Linked DNA regions of Mus musculus: all the other regions are linked to region 2. Evidence: chromatin contacts called from public HiCAR-type and promoter capture Hi-C data. All regions are on one chromosome and are shown on one strand. Each heading gives the region's core, a stretch centred on a gene start, on an enhancer-like site or on the middle of the called end of the contact. The rest is flanking DNA. Distances are from core to core; before and after follow the strand shown. Region 1 holds the start of Suv39h1 (suppressor of variegation 3-9 1). Region 2 holds the start of Nudt11 (nudix (nucleoside diphosphate linked moiety X)-type motif 11). Region 3 holds the start of Wdr13 (WD repeat domain 13).

Region 1 (2,941 bases), core at 176-2,675, 2.0 Mb before region 2:
ACAAAGCCATTAAGATAAGGCAGGCTCCAGCTGCAGATGTAGCAGAGAATGACCTTATCTGGCGTCAATGGGAGGGGAGGCCCTTGGTCCTGTGGAAGCTCGATGCCCCAGCAAGTAAGGGGATGCTAGGGTGGTGAGGCGGGAGTGGTTTGGTGGTGGTAGGGGAGCACCCTCATAGAAGCAGGGAGGATGGAGGATGGGATAGGAGGTTTCCAGGGGGAAAATAGGGAAAAGGTTTAACATTTGAAATGTAAATACATAAAATAACCAATTTTTAAAAAAAGGAAAAAAAAAGAAAATCTAAAAAAAAAAAAAAGATAAGTCAGGGAAGCATTTCATGATAACTACTGATGCCCAAATTACTTTAAGCTGATATTTAGTGAAATGGATTTAGAAAAATAATTGATGGGCCACATTGAAGTTTGTGTAGCACGTAACTCTGTCCTCCTGCTGTGCAGTATAGGGTTTCTCATGTCTTGTTGACACTAGAGATATGAATACGTCTGTAAATCTGTAATAATTGCACTTTGCGAAATCCTGGCTCTTTCTAACTCTTCTGGTATATGTGCGTGTTACTGTGGACTGTGTACGTGTGCATACACATATGTAGGCTAGAGGTCAACAGCAGGCATCTCCCTTGATTGTGATCCATTTTCTTTTTAATTCTTATTACATTTATTGGGTGTGTGTATGTGTGTATGCAGACACATATGTAGGTCAAAGGTCAATGGTAAGCATCATCCTTGATTGATCTCATTGTATTTTTTTTAATATTAAATTTATTTGGGGTATGTGTGTATACACCTACCAAAGTGCAGGTGTGAACAGAGGACAGCTTACAGGAATGGGTTCTGTCCTCTAAGAGCAAGCTTGGGGCTCCTGTCTCCCTCCTCCAGCACTTTGTCGCTGGGTGTGGCTCTTACATGGGTGCTGACAATAATTTGTCCTGACCTAATCCCAGTCCACTTCGGGACATGGGTGGCCATTGGAGTTTGAGACGTCTCCTTCAAGGAAGATGGAGAAAGGGCTGCCTGGCTAACAATGTGATGGGGACAGTTTGAGGGAATAGCAGGCTGCCTGACAAGGGTTGTGCTTCTATGAACTCAGACGGCTGCAGGGCACAGATGGATGCTACTATTGACTGAGTGTGAATGAAGAAGCGAGTGATGGAAACGGACATCTGATGGCGGCGACCGACTTATTATTTATTTCAATCAGGTGACTGGCTGAGCACCTATATATATGGCTCTAGGTCCACCCTGGCAGTGAATGCCTGCGCGAGGTTAAAATAAATGACTGGCAGAATTGGGGTTGCACAAAACAAGCCCTTTATGACTGGCTGACGCCGCGATTGGCTAGCAATATGACTGACAAGGGGCGGGTCCTGGAGCAAAGGCAAGCTTTGCTACTGCGCAGGCGCACTCTGAATAAAGGCAGCGAGCACGGGCTCTCGAGACCACTCCTGGTGACGGGAGGAGTCCAGGCACAGCTCCGCGGTTGGTCCGAGCCGGAGCTGCGAGCGGCGAGGAGCGGCCAATCGACTGCGCGTCCCCGGCCACGCCCGCGCGCGCTCTCTTCTCGCGAGGCCGGTTAGGCCCGAATGTTGTTAGCTGTGGAGAAAGATGGCGGAAAATTTAAAAGGTGAAGCTGTGGTGCTAGAGACGCGAGCTACTGGCCCGGCCGAGTAGAATGGAGGGAAGGTGGCCGGGGCTCCAGGCCAGGCGTCCGGAGCTACGGAGCCTGGAGCTGGAAGGCCGGCGCGGCAAACGTGGGGGCCGAGAGCGCGGGCCCGGCGCGCGGGCAGGGCGGGGCTGAGGGGAGGGGGCGCGTGCTTCGGCCGCGGGGGGCGCGGGGCTGCGCAGGCCGCGCGCGGGGTTTCTCGGCCGCGCGCGGCTGGCCGGCGCGCCTACGCGCGTGAGAGAGAGTCCTGAAGGAGAAGGTTGCGGCCACGCGCGGGAAAAGGCGGCTCTCAGTGACCGTTACCCTTTCGGTTTCCACGGGAGACGCCGGAAGGGGAGGAAGAAGTGGAACGGACCCCCTTCTCAAAATGGGGGAGCCGGCGACTCTAGGTGGGAAAGGGATCGAGGCGAGATGGGGGCAGGGTTTTCGGGTAGACGAGTCTCCCCGGAAAGCGGGACTTGGTGGGGGGGCCTCGGTGAGAGGAGGGCTCGGCTCCTCCATGTGCAGGAAAAGAGGGGTGACTTGTGCGTGCTGGGCGGGCTCCTCGGCCTCGAGTAGAGCGCTGAGAAGAGATTCCACAAGTGTGAGCCGGAGCTGCGGTGGGGAGGAGTGCGGCTGCTGGCACTGCAAATGGTATTTGCAGGCCACTTCTTGGGGCTTTCAAAGGCGTTCCAGACGCAGGTTAGAGGCTCCGGGAACCGAGAGGCCTCGGAGGAGAGGGATTAGTCTCTGCTGGGCCTTGGATAAAAAAGGATCAGTGTATATGTACGCAGTGATCTTTTTTTCTTTTGAAGTGTTTGTGTGTTCTTAGGTTACCATCTAGAGCATCTTATTAGGATTGTTTTAGATTTGAGTCGTATGATGGGAGGAGAAAAAAACCATCCTTAAAAGATGGCATTGGCTACTGACAGCATACACCTAGCATCAAGTGGTTTTGTGACATATTTTGATTTTTTAAAAATGGCTTCTAAAATTACGTTGAAGAAGGGATGTGCTCTGAAGCAAAAAAATGTGTATACTTTAAATCCGCTTCTCTTGAACAATAATTTTGGTGACCAAGAGTCATTGTCGGGGCTTACCTACCACATGTATTGTTTACATGTTCCTGAATTGAGAGCAGATCCCTTCGAATTGAGTTGTACTTTTCACCCCCGAGACAGGGATTTTTTTTTTCCTTGAGACAGACTACGGCTGTCCTAGAACTCAGAGATCAGCTTGTCTCTGCCTTTCCTGGGTCTAAAGGTATGCACCACTATGCCCA
Region 2 (3,250 bases), core at 577-3,076:
ATAGGGCGTTTTAAGTCAGCAATAAAAAAAATCCTCAGCTGTAATTTTTTTCTTGAAAATTAAAATGGTTTTTGGTCATATGAAAAAAAAAAAAACCACGAAGTTCCTTCTCTGGGACTGTTTGATGGCATTTTGGATGCTAAAAGTACTGTCTACAAAAAGGAAACTGTGTAAAGCACCAGTTGTTCTTTTTCTTCATTTATTTTCAAACAAATCATCTGAGTCAAAGTCTACCAAGAATGGGCCACTGCCAAGAAGCAAGAGGAAAACGAGAGAGAAAGAGAGAGAGAGAGAGAGAGAGAGAGAGAGAGAGAGAGAGAGAGAAAGAAACCAGGAACCAAAAAAAGAAGTCCGCCTGACACAGTGCGCTGGCCCTTCACCAGTGGATAAAACTAAAGGTCCCTTCACTAGGAAACAAACCAGAAAAAGCCCTACAACAAAGTTGCGCACGCACACTATGCACAAACACATGTAAAGGCTGTTTAACGGGGGGAAAACCCATCCAAACAAAAACATTACAGAGCAGACTGGCGCACGAGTACACATCAATGCACAGGTGAACACACACACACACACACACACACACACACACACACAAACACGCACACCCTCCAAGAAGAGCAGAGCAAGCAGCTAAGGCACCTTTCACAAAATCCCATGCAGCTGTGGCTGACCGCAAGATTTTTACAGTGTCACCAAGAAGCGATTGGAAAAGCATCTGAAAAACGTGCAAATTGTCTGCAAACAGCGCCTGGCAACCGAGACAGTTTGCAAGCGTGATTCAGAGGTCTGCCTGCCAAGGAAACAAAAGAAGCCTCCCTCCTGCCCGTGCAGGAGGGCGCACAGGGCAGGAGAGGTGCTCCCCAGGCAAGCAGGAGGCAAGTGCGGGGAGGCGACAGGCAGGAGTCCGGGCGGGAGCGGTACATACTAGGGCTCGCTCTCTGGCGGGGACGGGGCGGCCGAGTTCCCATTAGTAGGGGAGCCGCCCAGCTTCAGTTTCTCCAGGTACTCGGCGTGCACGGGCTTGTGGCACTGCAGGACCTTGATGGCATCTTCGATCTTGAACCACTCGCGCTTCCTGCCGATGCTGACCGAGTCTTCCCAATCCTCCAGCAGCTCGGTGACGGTGAGCACGAACACGTAGGTCCGGTGCTTGCGGTCCTGGTTCTGCTCGAAGACGCCCAGCAAGCGGCCCAACTTCCCCTTGACTCCCGCCTCCTCGTACACCTCGCGCACCGCCGCGCCGTCCGGCTCCTCCTCGGGCTCCATGCCCCCTCCCGGCACGATCCAGCGGTCGGGGTAGCGGCTGCTGCTCACCAGCAGCACCTCGTCCTCGCGCTCGCTGCGGAAGCACAGGCACGCGGCGCGCTTCTTGAAGCCCTCGGGGTCGTAGGTCCGCGTCTGGTTCGGCTTGCACTTCATCCTCCCCGACGCCGCCGCCGCCGCCGCCGCCGCCTCTGAGGTCGCTTGCAGCTGCCTAGCGAGCGGGCCGCTGCCGCCGCGCAGCCGAGGAGCAAAGGCTGGCAGGGAGAGGGCCCGGCGAGGCTGGAGGAGAGGAGAGGAGAGCGGAGTGGAGCGGAGCGCAGTCTGTGCCGAGCCAGCGGAGACGAGGCGGGGGCGGGCGGGCGGGCGGGCGCGGGGGCGGGGGCGAGCCGGCGCGTCAGTCAGTCCGCGGGGCGGGCGGCACCGGCCGGGCGCGCCGAGGGTCGCGAGCCCGCCGCCTGATTGGAGGCGCCGCTTCCGCCGCCCGGAGCCGGGAGCCCAGAGCCCGCGCCTCCGCACAGCCCCGGAGTGGACCGTGCGCGGTCCCCGCCCTCCGGATCGCCGCGATCTCGCGCGCGCTCGCCCGCTCTGCCGCCGCCGCCGCCGCCGCCGCCGCTGCTGCGCCAGGGGTTGAGCGAGGTGAGGCGCGTGCGCGCGCGTGGCCGGGCCCGCGTGCGCGCGCGCGGCGGAGGGCGAGGGGCGGAGGCGCGGAGGCGGGGGTCTCCCGACTCCCGCAAAGCGCGACGCCGCCGGCCCACTGCGCAGGCGCCCCGCACCGCTGGCACTGGGAAGCTGCTTGCTGCCAGTGCTCTGGGGAGGTGCACACAACTGTGACTTGGCTGCACAGGGTCCTCACCACGTGTGGGTCTCAGCCAGACCTGGAGGCAGAGGGGGCCAGGTCCTCCCTGAGAGTCGCCTAAGCAGAGGGGTCGAGGCCCGGGCCTCACACTCAGCTCCCATCATGAACTGCACTGCCTTATTTATAGGCAGAAGGCCTGGTGTCCCCAGAATGACCAATGAGAGTCTTGCCAGAAGAATCTTTGCTGAGTCACATGCAGCTCGCCTTCTTCAACAGGTTCCCTTCTGCAGCTTGTCCACCATGTTGGTTCAGCCCTTGCCTTAAACACTTGCACATAACCCCTCTTCTCGGTTTGCACAGTTTCCAGTCAGTGAACCCCGGACTTCTTGTTAAGACCCTCCTTTCAACCTCATTGCAAGCTGTTTCTGGGGCAGCACCCACTGAAGTCTTGGATCCCATGTCAAGAGCCTCCATCCTCACACCCTGTGCCCCTTTCTGGCCTCCACACAAATGAGCAGCTAGGGATTTAGGATTTGGGTGATTCTTGAAAATAAACGTGTGTGTGTGTGTGTGTGTGTGTGTGTGTGTGTGTGTGTGTGTGTCGGTGTGTGTGTCGGTGTGTGTGTCGGTGTGTATGTGTGTGTGTGTACCTCTGAACAGGTGATTCTTGCAAGTGTGTGTGCACCTATTTGTGTACATGTGTGTGTGGACATTGACCTCTGAATAGGTGTAGGTCCAAGGTGGGCAAAGGTATCTCCCTCCACTGCTTCCATTACTCTCCCACCAGTATGACTTCAGAGACAGGTTTTCTAAGATGTGTCTGTACTAGACCAGAAAGCACCAGGAATTCGTAGTGTGTTTTCTAGTCTCTCTAGCGCTGGGATTGCAGCCTGGCTTTTAAGCCAGTGGTGGGCATCAGACTCAGAGCTGATGCTTGAGCCTCAAACACTTTAAGCAGTGAGCCATTGCCCTGGCCCAGCGCTTTGCATCTGGGGATTGCAAAGGTCCTTGTACTTTGCCCACATGACCTCTTGCTGGGAAGCAGGATGCCAGGGTCTAAAGTAAACACAAAATTTTCACCACAGCAAGTTCTTTTCTCTGAGCTTTCTCTCCTTGTAAAACTCTGAGGGCCCAAAAGTCTCCCCCAGCACCTCTTTGGCAAGCCTGCGCTAACTTGAAACCACCTTG
Region 3 (2,931 bases), core at 239-2,738, 2.1 Mb before region 2:
TATCCTCTGTAACATAATGAGTTGGAAGGCAGCCTGGGTTACATGACACGTCGTTTTTAAAACAAAAGGTACTGGCTGGCCTAGGATGTCTAAGGCCCTGGGTCCTATCCCCTGTACAATAAGAAATTAGATTAATGCATGCAAGCTACTTAAACAGTGTCCAGCACTCTATCCGATGAATACTTAGGGTCTTGTTAAGGCTACATGTTTGTGCCAAGAAATAATTTATTCTTTTTAAGCTATATTGCAGGGGATATTTTAAAACACTGATAGGGTGACAGAGGAGATACCAATAGGATTCACTTACCTATTTTTTATTCCTCACTTCAGGCAACCTAAAAAGACATTATTTAGTTGATGGTTAGTTTTTTGTCAGCTTGACACAAGTTATGGTCACTTGGAAAGAAGGACCCTTAACTGAGTCTCTATCAGACTGTCCTATGGGGATACCTGCAGGGGCATTTTCTTGCCTAATAACTGTTGTGGGCAGGTGAGTCTGGGTTGAAGAAGCAGGCTACAGCAAGCCTTGAGAAGCAAGCCGATAAGCAGTGTTCCTCCATGATCTCTGCTTCAGTTCCTGGCTTGATTTTCAGCCCTGAGCTATCTCCATCCTGCTTGCTTGCTTTTTTTTCTTTTCTTTTTTTGACACAGGGTTTCTCTGTATAGCCCTGGCTGTCCTGGAACTCACTTTGTAGACCAGGCTGGCCTTGAACTCAGAAATCCGCCTGCCTCTGCCTCCCAAGTGCTGGGATTAAAGGCGTGCGCCACCACGCCCGGCGCTTGCTTGCTATTTAAAGTATGTAGTCCAGGATGTAGTCCTGGATTTGACTACATAGGCCAGACTGCATTCGAACTCATGATCCTCCTGCCACTCTATCCCCTACATCACCCTCTTCTAGGATTACCATTATGCTAGACTAAACATCTTGAATTTCAACCTTGGAATTTCTGTTTTTGACACTGAGAGGAATACTCAAGATACAAATTCTAGCTTAAGGTGAATATAACAGACGATTGGGATACTTTCCTTTCCTTAGGTCACAGCCCCAAAGCTTGTTTTCCTAATTGCATATTTTTATTAAGATACTCAAGTTTCCTAGGGGTAACCATTCAAGTCCAGTTAGTCCCAGTGAAGATACACATGGATTCTTCCCATCGCATAGGTGTTTAGAGATTCATCACTGCGCTAGGAACTAGAGAATGTTCCAGGAGTCAGTCTCTGCATATATTTTATTTGCCTGGCCAAATGTGTGCTGCTAAGAAGCAGCCTAAACCACTTTCATGAGAAAGTCTTATTTCTGATTTTTAGCTAGTGGTTGGCACACGCATTCTTGTCCTTCTGATCACAGTACATTATCCCTGTGTATACAAAAGGTGTCAAGAGGGAAATGAATAGAACTCAAGGGGTGGAGCCTCGGTCCTTGTATGGGAAACTACAGTCCTTTAATGCGCCTGCGAGGCTCCCACGCCCCGGGAAAGGTTCCTATCGATTTGCTCTGTGCTCCGCAGCTCTTTCTCGTTGCAGGCAGCCATCTTGCCTGGAGCTTGAGACAGGGAGAAGAGAGAGAAGGAACCGGTGACACTGGGCTCAGGGTCGCCGGGGGGGGGGGGCGCCTCAAGAGCTAGGGGTAGCCCCGGAGGTGGTCCTGGATCCTGAGCTATGCTCTAGGACTAGAAAAGGGAAGGCGGAGGGCAGAAGGCTTGATGGGTGGGGAATGTCAAACAAGACTTGCTATGGGGGGGAGGGGCGTTGCTACGGCAACTGGAGAGGGCGGGGTCATGTCTGAACTGCTGCTGTGAGTCACCGGAGTGCTGCCCAGGAAAGGCAGGGCTGGGGTGATGACCACGCTAACGACCCAGTGGGATTTCGCGACATCACCTGTGTGGAGGGACTTCGTGTCTATGGCAACTGTCACCTGGTGGGCGGAACTAGATTTTCTCTGCCTGGGACGCTGACATTCCAAGCCCTTGCCCTGCAGGCTCCCGCAGGCAGACAAACCAAAGAAGGAAGCCAGGGAATGGCCGCGGTGTGGCAGCAAGTATTAGCAGTGGACGCGAGGTGAGGCGTGGGGTTGGAGCCCATGGGAGAGGAACTTACTGTGGTGCATGAGCAATGGCGATAAGTGCAGCTGGGCGGAGAAGTTGGCTGGTGCGGCTGCGTGAGCATGCGCAGTAGCTTGGTGTGGGATAGTCCTGCGGTTAAGTGGCCTGGGCTGGAGCCGGTTCTAAAGAGCATGCTGGGAAAATGCGGTTTGAAATGGACATGCGCAGACTGTCTTTGAGTGGGTAGTGGAAGTCAGGCTGGTGACTTCCTATCTAGTCCCTCATTGCTTATCCTCTTCCCCAACTTTTCTCGATATCACTACCCTACTATTATTACAATTGCTACCCCATACTAACCTCTACCGTTATCTGACCCTAACCTCCATTGTTGTACATTACCAATCTGACGTATGTCATCATGCTAGACTGATATTACAGCTGGCCCAGACTGACCCCAACAGAGCTGCAAATTGACTATATTGTCGCTAGAGTGATCTTTTCATCATAACCACTAATTATTGCATAATTGCCCCCCATCACAATCCCAAGAGAAATCCCCCTTTGCTGCTCTTGTTCACTCTTACCATCCCAGTCACTGCCAAACCTTGTACCACCTCGAGCTGATTTATTCCCTCTGTCCTGTGCCTGCTGCCTGCCCTGCCTCCTGGACCCCACAGGTACAACGCCTACCGTACACCAACGTTTCCACAGTTTCGGACCCAGTATATCCGCCGGCGCAGCCAGCTGCTTCGGGAGAATGCCAAAGCTGGTCACCCCCCAGCATTGCGTCGGCAGTACCTGAGGCTACGGGGCCAGCTATTGGGCCAACGGTACGGGCCACTCTCAGAACCAGGCAGTGCTCGTGCCTATAGCAACAGCATTGTCCGC

The links. Promoter capture Hi-C pulls out the DNA fragments that hold promoters and counts their contacts. HiCAR-type assays count read pairs that join an accessible place to other places.
Region 1: a contact with region 2 is called in a promoter capture Hi-C map of second pharyngeal arch cranial neural crest. The contact joins the promoter of Suv39h1 here to the promoter of Nudt11 in region 2. A contact is called at or near these places in 3 of 39 promoter capture datasets (cranial neural crest, hippocampal neurons and second pharyngeal arch cranial neural crest).
Region 3: a contact with region 2 is called in a HiCAR-type map of astrocytes, with 8 times the contacts expected there. The contact joins the promoter of Wdr13 here to the promoter of Nudt11 in region 2. A contact is called at or near these places in 1 of 39 promoter capture datasets (cranial neural crest) and 1 of 115 datasets of contacts at active chromatin or transcription factors (astrocytes).

What each region holds. Positions count from the first base shown.
Region 1 is chrX:8,073,244-8,076,184 of GRCm38.p6, reverse strand. It overlaps Suv39h1 (suppressor of variegation 3-9 1), which reads left to right and starts at 1,425. Exons shown (of 6, transcript NM_011514.2): 1 at 1,425-1,641. The coding sequence starts at 1,623.
Region 2 is chrX:6,046,083-6,049,332 of GRCm38.p6, reverse strand. It overlaps Nudt11 (nudix (nucleoside diphosphate linked moiety X)-type motif 11), which reads right to left and starts at 1,826. Exons shown (of 2, transcript NM_021431.2): 1 at 929-1,826. The coding sequence starts at 1,422. All of the region lies in intron 1 of Gm26618 (a long non-coding RNA gene), which reads left to right.
Region 3 is chrX:8,131,415-8,134,345 of GRCm38.p6, reverse strand. Wdr13 (WD repeat domain 13) reads left to right here and starts at 1,488. Exons shown (of 9, transcript NM_026137.5): 1 at 1,488-2,059; 2 at 2,721-2,931. The coding sequence starts at 2,019.